Linked DNA regions of Mus musculus: region 2 is linked to region 1. The links are chromatin contacts, called in public Micro-C maps. All regions are on one chromosome and are shown on one strand. Each heading gives the region's core, a stretch centred on a gene start, on an enhancer-like site or on the middle of the called end of the contact. The rest is flanking DNA. Distances are from core to core; before and after follow the strand shown.

Region 1 (5,104 bases), core at 2,290-4,789:
CTCAGCCAGGTTACCCCCAGCTTTTAAGCCAGTTTCCTTAGCTGTAAAACGTGACTCATGTTTCTGTGCCACGGGCTGCGCGGAAATCCGATGGGATGTGGTGTGCTAAGGTGCACAGAAGACAGCTTGGTGGAGCCAGTTCCTTCCATCCTACATAGTGGTCCTGGGGATTGAACTCAACTCATTAAGCTTAACCGCAACTACCCTGACCCACTAAGCCATCTTGTGGGCCCACTCCCCAGTGTAACCCTATAGGGTTCATTCATACATCTATGCTCTTAGCTCCCAGGCATCTACCCAAGAAAGAGTTGAGGGCCTAGGTTTTAAAAACCTGCGCATCACATAGTTTCTAGTTCCCTCTACCTCCTGTTCCACACCTAGGAAAAGCAACAGCATGCACTGATGTCACAAGACAGACAGGCACAGACACCAAATGCCAGCTTAGTACAGGGCAGCCATGAAGACCTCTCTGCCCAGGTTGCACCTTGTCAAAGGGCCTAAAGTTAAGTTGTTGCTGCTGCTATCATTTGAGACAGTATTTCTGCAAGATGCCTCCCATATGTTTTTTGATATGTTAGATCCAATGCATATAGGATCAACTGGGAACCATAATTTTCTGGGAAGACTGGGAGGGCATAATTATAATTACTCTTGGATTAGACTGCATGTGTGTGAAAGCAACTCTGTGTTAAATGTCTGTATCTCTGTCCTGACATCGTTAATATGGGGGTGCTCGAGAGCTCCTTCTACCTGGGAGAGACCTAGGGCTGCTTCCAGCCTGGAGTTGAGGGGGCCCTGGATTGAAGGCACCTGTCAGGTCCTCTGCTGTTCCTGGAAACCTAGCTCAGAGCCTGGCAAGGTAACTTGCATAGATGCCCACTCGACCAAATGTAATGCCCATGATACACTGTGGTTTAAAAAAAGAATGCCTTACTCAGAACCCATGGCCACAAACAGATATACCCAGCCCCACCCACAGGATGTCAGAAAATGCAAACAGGCCTTGGGAACCAGCTAGGGAGGACAGCAGGTTGTCTCCCCCCACCGCACCCCTCTGTGTGTGTGTGTGTGTGTGTGTGTGTTGAGTCACTGGCTTTTAAACAGTAGCTTCAACTCCCCTCTCTACCCAGGGAACCCCCAGAGCTCTGAATACCCAAAGACAGAGGGAGGAAGATTCTCCTTGAACTGCCGTGTAGCATCACCCCAAAGCCTCCGTGGACTCTGTAAGTTGCATTCCCTTATAAGGCTCACACTTTGGCCTGGTGATGGTTTATTGTTGGTCCAAGGCTGACATATGTCCAAGAGGCACACAGCCAAGCCAGTGTTGACAATCACAGTCACAGTTTATGGTCACTGACCCAAGAGAATTCACAAAGTGCTTGCTTCCACTCGAATCCCCCGGCCTCATCTAAATGAATAACTCCGTTAACCCCACCGAGCAAGTCTTCCAGCGAGCATAACAGCCTCGCGGCCATGAAATTGGCTGTAACTAAAAACAAGGGTGTGTGTGTGTGTCCGCGCGCGCCCCCCCGCGTGCGTGCATGGAGGTCTTGTCACCACCTGACGATTCAGTTTGACCAAAGAACGTCGGTTTCATGCCAAGCTTTTCTTTCCCGGGGCTTTTGAGCACTGAGGGGTGACATTCTCGGAGAGACACACCTCTGTTTCAGTACCAAGCACAGAGCTCCCTCCATCCACCTGCCAGTCGCACCGGCTATTTCCTGCACGCTGGAGCCGGCAGTACTGGCCTTCCACTTCCTCATCTGGTAACGCCCAGCATCTCCTTCATTAAGGCAAACCCGTGCCCACCCTCCTTGAAAATATGGAAGAGACAAAAAAAAAAAAAAAAAAAAAAAATCGGAGGCAACAGAACCCAAACTGACAAGGCTGGCAACAACAAGGGAGACTATATTTATACTAGGGGATCAAAACAGCAAGCCTGATTTCAAGTACCCCTTCCCTCAGTCATGACCGTGACTCACCCGGGACGTTCCTTCTAGATCCACCTATCCCAGGTTCCGGAGAAGCGACTCGGACACTCCGTGCCACCCCTAGGTACAGCCTCTTGGATCCCTTCCCAGCTCCGAGTTTCCAAGGGGCTGCAGTGTTTTGCTTTCAAAGGTGGAGACTTGATTTGTTACACTGCCTGCCAGTCCCAAGCTGGCGAAGCCTCTGCGCAGGCGAGTGGTTGTCGGGAGGGGATGGGCGGGACATCCTGAAATAATTGGCTGCGTCGCCAAGCTCGCTTGAAGCGTAGGGGCGACCTGACACTCACCTGGAGGAGTCCCCTCTAGCGGCCAAAGGAAGAAGTCCGGGCTGCTTTGGTCCCCAAGTTATGGCTGCTCACCTCCACCTGCCGGACAAGTAGGCTGGGCTTAAGCAGCCCGCCTGGTGTCCCCCCGCAGTCTGCGCTAACTGCCACCGACCGTCCCGGGCGGCGCCCCTGCTGCTTCCATCAGGTAGCTCCAGTATCGAAACCCAGCAGAGCCCTGACACGTCTCGGGGACCGTGCGTACCCCTTCTTTCCTGCGCCTGCGTCCCACCTGTTGGCTGTATTGCGTCCTTAATTTCCCGGTACGCCTGCAGCTCAGCAGCCCCGGTAGGCTGTCAATCATCCTAGTAGTCCCGTCCCCCCCCCCGCACCCCTCCCCCGCCCGCTGCTGTTTCCCAGGGGTTCGGCTGTGAGCATGAACCTGCGCGTGGAGCTTCCAGCGCGCTCATTTTTCAGCACGCGCCGTTCAGTCCAGAGCCGCACAGCAACCTCTGGGGGAGATGTTGAGATCACACAGGTTTTACGAGGAAATGACATTGGGGAGACCTCAGCGATGGAAACGCGGTAGAACTGGGAGGGAGAGTTTAAGAGAGGATGGAGCTGCCATATTGTATTATGGGAGATGCCCAAAGACCAACTGGGTCGGTGCGAGATTTTTTTTTTTTTTCTTGAGGCGTGGGTGGCAGGAGATGTGATCTGAGGAACAAGCGGGAGACAGTTTCTAACAGGGGACTATCCCATAATTTTAAAGAAGACGCTGGTGGGTTTAAGCCGGGCTGTGGCTAGGCACTGTGGCTGCGGTGAAACGGGTAAGGGGCTCTTGGAATACTGCACGGTTGCCCTTGGGGAATTATGTCATCGACCTTTCTGCTCTCACACTCAGGGTGTGGATGGATGGGTAGGAACACTTGGGTTTATTCCTTCGATGAGTCACAAAAACAACAAACCAAACAAACCCAACAACCAAACAAAACCGAAACAATCAAACAAACAAACAAACAAGAAAAGGGAACTGAACCCCAGAAACAAAAACCCTAATAGTTAGTTCCCTGCCTAACAGGTTCTCCTTAGCATTGTCAATCCGAACCCCAAAATTCTGGTAGCTTTTTTTGTTGGTTTTTGAAACGTCTCCAACGATTGGTCAACAGCTTTTCACATTAAAGACACAGAGGACACCCCTGGCTAGTTAGCCAGTTGCCTGCCGCCGGACTCTGGAATGTTAGGCCAGTGGTTGCCATAGCGACCGGGCGGGAGGGATAGATTGACTAGTTAGGAACCAGTTCCTGTTAAGGGACCGGTCCTTGAGGTCTTGAGGAGGATTCCGCGCACTCCATGGGACACCCACGGAGACCTCCATACTCCGGGTGCGTGCGGAATCTCTGTGGCCAGTTGGGTGGTGCCTCGGATGCCAGAAGGTGCCACTTGGGGTACGAGTGGGTCAGCTTAAGCCCTCAGTGTACCAACGTGAAAAGAGCTCCCCCTTGGGCCCGGTGAATGGTTGGACATCTGATGCCCCTACTTCAGTCTTTGAGGGGGTCTCAGAACTGGGCGGTGGGTGAACCTCCAAGAGCCAGCTCTAACAGAACCCTTTTGGTACTCCCGCGTCTTCCTCAGCAAGTCTTTATTCTGGACTCCATTTTGGCCAAATGAAAGGGTGAGACTGGCTTCTCGAAGCCACTAACCAGTTGGTACAGTTCCATGTAGGCCTTGAACACACTCTCTCACCAAGCAAAATAGCTAATGGGTCAATCTCCTGGGGCTTTGAAAGGTCTTTTGAATCTCCTGTGCCTTCCACTATCCTTTAGTAGGGATGTTTCAAGTTGGAGGAAATCAGGCTAGACCGTGACCATCCGTCATGACCCATCAAGTGCAGGAGGCTCACCTGGCAAGCAGCATCCTGGGCAGAGCTAGGTTATATCTGTTCTCTACCAACTGTACCAGCATTCCATGGAAGACTGGAAAGCAAGATAGATACTTGTTTCCTTCTGGTGGTAGAATAATGTACTCTTTGACAGTTTTATACTTTCTTAAAATTTTCCAAAAATTTGATAATTTGCGTGAGAAGCATAATTTTAAAAATCTCTTGCAACTTTTAAAAAATAGATTATTTTAATTTTATGTACATTGGTGTTTTGACTGCATGTGTGTCTGTGTGAAGGTTGTCAGATTGCCCCTGGAACAGGAGTTATAGTTGTGAGCTGCCATGTTCATGAGAATTGAACTCTTAACCTCTCTCTGAGTCATCTCTCCAGCCCCGAATTTTTTTTCTTTAAAGACAAAGTCTCACTATGTAGTCCTGGCTAGCTTGGAAAGCTCTATTTAAACCAGGCTGGCCTTAGGCTCACAGAGATCCATCCACCTTTTCATGTTGGCATTAAAGGAGAAAACATCACTCCAAAATTTTTTGTTGTCATTTAAAAAAATTAATTTTCACTTTATGAATATGGATATTTTTCTCTGTCTGTCTGTTTCTGTAGCACACACAGGCCTGGTGCCTGTGGTGGCCAGGAAAGGGAGATTATCAGGTCTGTTTACACTGGAGCTATATAATGGCTTGGGGCCTCCATATGAATGCTTAGAATGGAACTCAGGCCCTCTGGAAAACCAGTCAGTGCCCTTCACCACTAGGCCATCTCTCCAGCCCTGTTGCTTTGTTTTGTGAGATAGGGGTCTGGACATATGATCCAAGCTGGCCTAGAACTCAGCGTGTAGATCGGGCTATCCTTGAACTTCTGATCCTCTCGCCTCTATTTCAAAGTGCTTGGATTACACGTCCCACTGCTGTTGCTGCCGAACAAACCAGGGCTTTGTCTTCATGAGACACCATTCCCA
Region 2 (5,178 bases), core at 387-2,886, 680 kb after region 1:
AGGCAGGGAAGGCTTCCGGGAGGAGGAGAAGTTTAAGCTGGGACTTAAGGGACCAGTGAAATAGCAGACTATTTTTTGTTTGTTTGTTTATTTGTTTATTGGTTTTTCAAGACAGTATAACCCTGGCTGTCCTGGAACTCACTCAGTAGACCAGGCTGTCTTTGAACTCAGAAATCTACCTGCCTCTGCCTCTCACATGCTGGCATTAAAGTCATGTGTCACCACCTCTTGGTGGTCTACTGTAGACTAAAGAGGCCTGTGTATTCCAGATCAAGTCTGATATAGCAACAGCTGTCGATTCTCATGGACCAAGCTCTGTGCCGAAGGCTTTGCATATACTGTGCCATGAGATTTCTCTGTGACTCCGACATAAGGAATGAGAGAGAGAGAGAAAAAAAAAAAAGACCCAGAGAATGGAGAAGAAATCTTGTCAAACAGCTTTCACAAAAGGGTTAGGGGACTGGATGTGAATTAAGAATGTCGAAGAGAAAGCCTGGGCTACCTGGTTTGTGATGATCTGATCAGGTCTTAACACGGGGACTCAGCCCACCCCCCCTCCTGTTGTGGTAAAATAATTGTTTAGGCCGGTCAATGGTGGCGCACGCCTTTAACCCCAGTGCTTGGAAGGCAGAGGCAGGTGGATTTCTGAGTTTGAGGCCAGCCTGGTCTACAAAGTGAGTTCCAGGACAGCCAGGGCTACACCGAGAAACCCTGTCTCACAAAAACAAAAACAAAAACAAAAACAAACAAACAAAAATTTGTGTAGAAGAAACCTGGAGGTGTTTGATTCAGGAAGGAAGAGTGCTGGGTCCTGTTGGGGAAAATGACCTGACAAACTCTGGACCCTCACCCACGCTGTGCCTGTCAAGGGCGGGGCAGAGTTTGGGAGAGTGGAAAGGAGCTCTTTACTAGAACAAAGACTCCCGACCTGGACTGTCCTACATTTGACTGCCAATTCTCAGATCAGCGAATCTGTGAATGACCCGAGGCACAATATCCCGCCCCTCCGACTCCCTGGTCTTACCCATCCCACTTCTCCGGATTGATGGGATAAATTAAACAACATAACATATATAATGGTCTAATCTTAGTGTACTGTACGGGCGTACAGTAGGCGCTCAATAGAGGTTAGTTTTTTTCCTGAAGAAAAACATAAAAGGGAGGCGCCACCCTTCCCTGCCCCTCTGCCAATTAAAGCCTGGAGGAACAGGTTCCTGGGTTTCATTTGAAGAGAAAGAGGACATATTGGTTATATTAATTAATATATTAATAAATGATTTAACCTAACTAAGCAACAAAGCGAAAACAAAAGGTTTTGTGGCCAGGGAAATGCACTTGAGGGTCAAGACTCAGGTCCCGACTCTGACTCTCTTTCAATGTTTGGCCCCACCCCCAAGGAAAAGAGGTCCGCTCCTCAGCGCTCTTCGCTGTACTGTTGGTCCTTATGCTGGGTGTTCCAGATGCACCTCCTGCCTCAGTTTCGCCTACTGTTACAAGAGGACGCTGAAGTCAGCAGATGTCGCGGCCCCTTTAAGCCACTAAGCTCCTGTCGTAATCGCTGTTTCTTAGACTAAGCCTTTCCGGGGGTGGGTGGGTGGGAGGAGCCTATATATATTGTAGCAGCCAATCGAGGCGCGGCATTTTCCGCGGGAGATCCGAATTTGGCGGCATATAGTTTGGCGCTAAAAAAAAAAAAAAAGAAAAAAAAAAGAAAAAGAAAGAAAAAAGAAGAAAGAAAAGAAAAAGGAGTCCAAGCAAGGGACGGGAACTAGAGGGGTGAACGCAGAGCTCAGCAGGGCGCACAGGACACCCTTCGCGGGTCAGAGCACACGAGTGTCCGCGGGGTCCGTGGGCATTCCGGGACGCTTTCACGCACGGGCGCGACTCCGGACGCCCAGATATTCGGGGCACGAGCCGGACCGGGCCAACTCCTGGCAGTGCCACCTGTGCCACGCGATCTCCGAGTGGCGATCTCCGAGCTCGGCAGCGCTGGGCGGCGGGCCAGGAGGGGAGGGTCCGGCCTTGCCCGGCGGGCGTCCATTGGCGGCTGCTCCCGGCGTCCGCGGTGCAGCCGGCTGCAAAGCCCGCAGGTGCCCCGCGCGCGCGCGCCAGACCCGAGTGGGTAGGGGGCGCCGCACTCGCCATGCTGCGCGCGCCGCGGACCCTGGCTCCGGCCACGGCGCAACCTACAAAGAGCTTGCCGGCGCTGAACCCCACCGAGCTGTGGCCTTCGGGTCTGAGCAGCCCCCAGCTCTGCCCGGCCACCACCGCCACCACCTACTACACTTCGCTTTACACGCAGACGGTGCCTTCCTCTGTGGCGCTGGGCACCTGCCTCGACGCCACTCCCCACGGACCCGAGGGCCAAATTGTGCGATGTGCACCCGCAGGCCGGCTGCCGGTAATGCTGGGGGACCCCCTGTACTTCCCGTATACGTGTCTGGGTGGGGAAAAAGGAGAGAGGGTGCTTGGGACGCCCTACGGCTTGATTACAGCTGGTTGAGGTGGGGAAGCGGGACTGGCAGTAGAGAGAACCCTTTCATTTTCCGACTCCGTGAAGTAATCTCGCCTGCTGTCGCGGACTGCAATGAGCACTGGTCAGGGGAGCCTGGAGACCTAGCCCAGTGCCCCTAGCGCCTGCGTGACCTTGAGGAAGCTTCCAAGGCATCGACGATGCTTAAGTTCATTCATTCTTTCATTGTTTACGCCAGAACCAACACCTGCTTTTTCAGGCCAGGGGCTTGGCCTGTGGGATTTCCTGGTGACTTTAAATCCGCATAGGTCTCCCAGGTCTCTGGTCCAGCCTGGTATCTGGACCAGAGTTGTCTAGCCAGCTCCTTCTCAAGTGTTGTCCTCAGGTCCTCCCCACAGCCTGCTCATCGTCCGAAATAGCCAGTAGCAATGCAAATGTAGTCCGTCTCTTGGGTTTCCTGTTCAGATGGACTGTGACCTCGCGAGTGAGAGATGTGTTGTCAGGGAAGGCCTGGTGTGGTGGCGTTTGGGCTGTAGTACAGGGTTTGTGGGAATGGATGAGAAAGGGCCTGAGGGAGTTAGAGGGAGGGTTGGGGTGGCTGGTTTCAGCTCTGGTCTTCACTGTGTATATTTGGATGTCAGGGCCTCTGTTTCCTCTTCTTAAAAAAAAAAAGTTTTAAAATTACATTTATGTGGGGGATGGGACCGTTTGTGCCACACTGTGTTTGGAGGTCAGAGCACAACTTTTCAGAGTTGGTTTTCTTTTTCAGAGTGGGTCCTGGGGATCAAACTCAAGCTGTTCAGCTTGGTGGCAAACTCCTCTACCCACTGAGCCATCTCGCCAGCCCCACCTTTCCTCTTCTAGAAAATATATCTTCCTTGGCTTGTCTCCTCTGTTAGTTCCAGGTTTGGAAGCAGGTGTCAAGGAGGGGAGATGGTATTTGTAGGGTATGGTAAGTCTAGGGACAGGGATAAGACCACCCTGTGTCCCCAGGGTATTTTGTCCGACCTGTGGCTCTGTCTTTTCTTTCTCCACCCCTGGGGCAGGCTCAGAGCTCAGTGGTCACCTCTCTGGCTCTAGGCAGAGCCAGCCTCATTTTCTGCCTTTGGAGTCAAGCTTTAGTTTTACCTCCCATGATCCCTTTCCTGGGAGTGCAGGAAGTGGCATGGCTGTGTTGTCATGCCCATTTTACAGGGCAAGAAACTGAGGATGAGTGGTGTTCTGTTGCTGTGTCGGCTCTTGGGCATTTTCCAGCCGCATGCATTTGTGTTAGCTTGTGAAGTAAGCTGAACAGGAAGAAGCTTTGTGTTGTGGAAGCGGAAAATCGAGGGTCAAAGTTCATCCAGCGAAGTGACCCACAAATCAGCTCTCTATGAGGCTGGGCTTTACCCCTGAACTGCTCATTCTAGGAGCTAGGTGCCCCTGGGAAAGGGGACTCTGGAGGGCTAATCTTGCCTTTGACCACCTGCTTTTGGATGTAGAGTGTCAGTAACAGCTGGGGTTTTGAACTTCCCCACCAACTCTGCACCTGTCTGCTCTGTCCTCCCAGGGCGGGCTCAGGGATCTTAGCCAGAGTGGCTCTTGCATGCCAGACACAGCTTGGCACTCTGCACCAGTTATCTTGGTTAGGGGATGAGGCTCTCTACAGGTGAGGAAACCGAGCCGAGTGAAGACATTGCCCAACTCACAAGGCCAAGAAGTGGGGAGGGTGGGGGGGGGTGTCATCCTTGCATCAGACTCCCTAAAAGCCTGCCAGGCCCAGAGACCATCTCTGGTCCATCTCCAGATGCTGGGGCCCCAGTGCCCCGTGGGCAGGCCTAACCCCCTGCTTACTCATTTTACAAGGGTGTGACCTGGAGCTGCTCCAAGCCCAACCCTGGGTGTGGCCTTCTGCTTTGTGGCTGCAAAGTGTGGGGTGAGCAAGATTTGTTGGGGAGCTGGCCACCAGAGGGATGACAACCGTGGCTCTGTAGAAGTCAGGCCAGGACTTAGGTCTCCTCGCTTCCTGCCCACTGGTCCTGCTGTCCGCTAGCAAAGACTCCCAAGCTCCCCTGTTGAGTCTCACCTCTGGCCAGGCTCGTGACATTTTCTCTGGGTCCTACAGCTGGTATCTGCGAGGACAGTGGGGGCTCTTCTGGGTTTCTCTTTGCCTCTTAATTTGTGTTATCCACATGGCAGTCCAGGAACTCACTATGAAGACCAGGCTGGGCTCGAACTCAGAGATTCACCGGTTTCTGCCTCCTGAGTGCTGAGGGCCACACACCTGGCTGCTGTTATTGAGACAGGCTCTCGCTGTTGCCAGGCTGGTCCTGAATGCCTAGGCGCAAATGTCCCAGCTAAGCTGGGCATACATACATACACTCCTGGGGAAACTGAGGCGGGGAGACTGTTGAAGGTTCCAGATCCAGCTGAGTGCGATGGCCCAGGCCTTTACTCCCAGTCCTCTGGCGGCTGAGGCAGGTGAATCTGTAAGTTGGAGGCCAGCTTGGTCTACAGAGAGAGTTCTAGTACAGCCAGGGCTACATAATGAGACCCTGTCTCAAAACAAAGGGATTCTGCCTCGGCCTCTCCAATGGCTTAGCCTATAAGACAAACATAATTAAAAAAAAAAAAAAAACTCTACCCACACCAGGCCAGGAGATGACGTATAGGTTCAGGGATAGGGTGACATGTCCCAGGCTGGCCTTTGGAGCCAACAGCAAAGT

Evidence for each region. Hi-C and Micro-C count contacts between places; a contact is called where the count stands out from the background.
Region 2: a contact with region 1 is called in a Micro-C map of embryonic stem cells, with 2.0 times the contacts expected there. The contact joins the promoter of E2f2 here to the promoter of Stpg1 in region 1. A contact is called at or near these places in 1 of 15 datasets of contacts at CTCF or cohesin (embryonic stem cells), 1 of 484 Hi-C or Micro-C datasets (embryonic stem cells) and 1 of 115 datasets of contacts at active chromatin or transcription factors (pancreatic cancer cells).

The regions. Positions count from the first base shown.
Region 1 is chr4:135,492,448-135,497,551 of GRCm38.p6, forward strand. Stpg1 (sperm tail PG rich repeat containing 1) reads left to right here and starts at 3,540. Exons shown (of 9, transcript NM_030189.3): 1 at 3,540-3,699. Nipal3 (NIPA-like domain containing 3) reads right to left here and starts at 2,131. Exons shown (of 12, transcript NM_028995.4): 1 at 1,983-2,131.
Region 2 is chr4:136,170,638-136,175,815 of GRCm38.p6, forward strand. It overlaps E2f2 (E2F transcription factor 2), which reads left to right and starts at 1,637. Exons shown (of 7, transcript NM_177733.7): 1 at 1,637-2,401. The coding sequence starts at 2,144.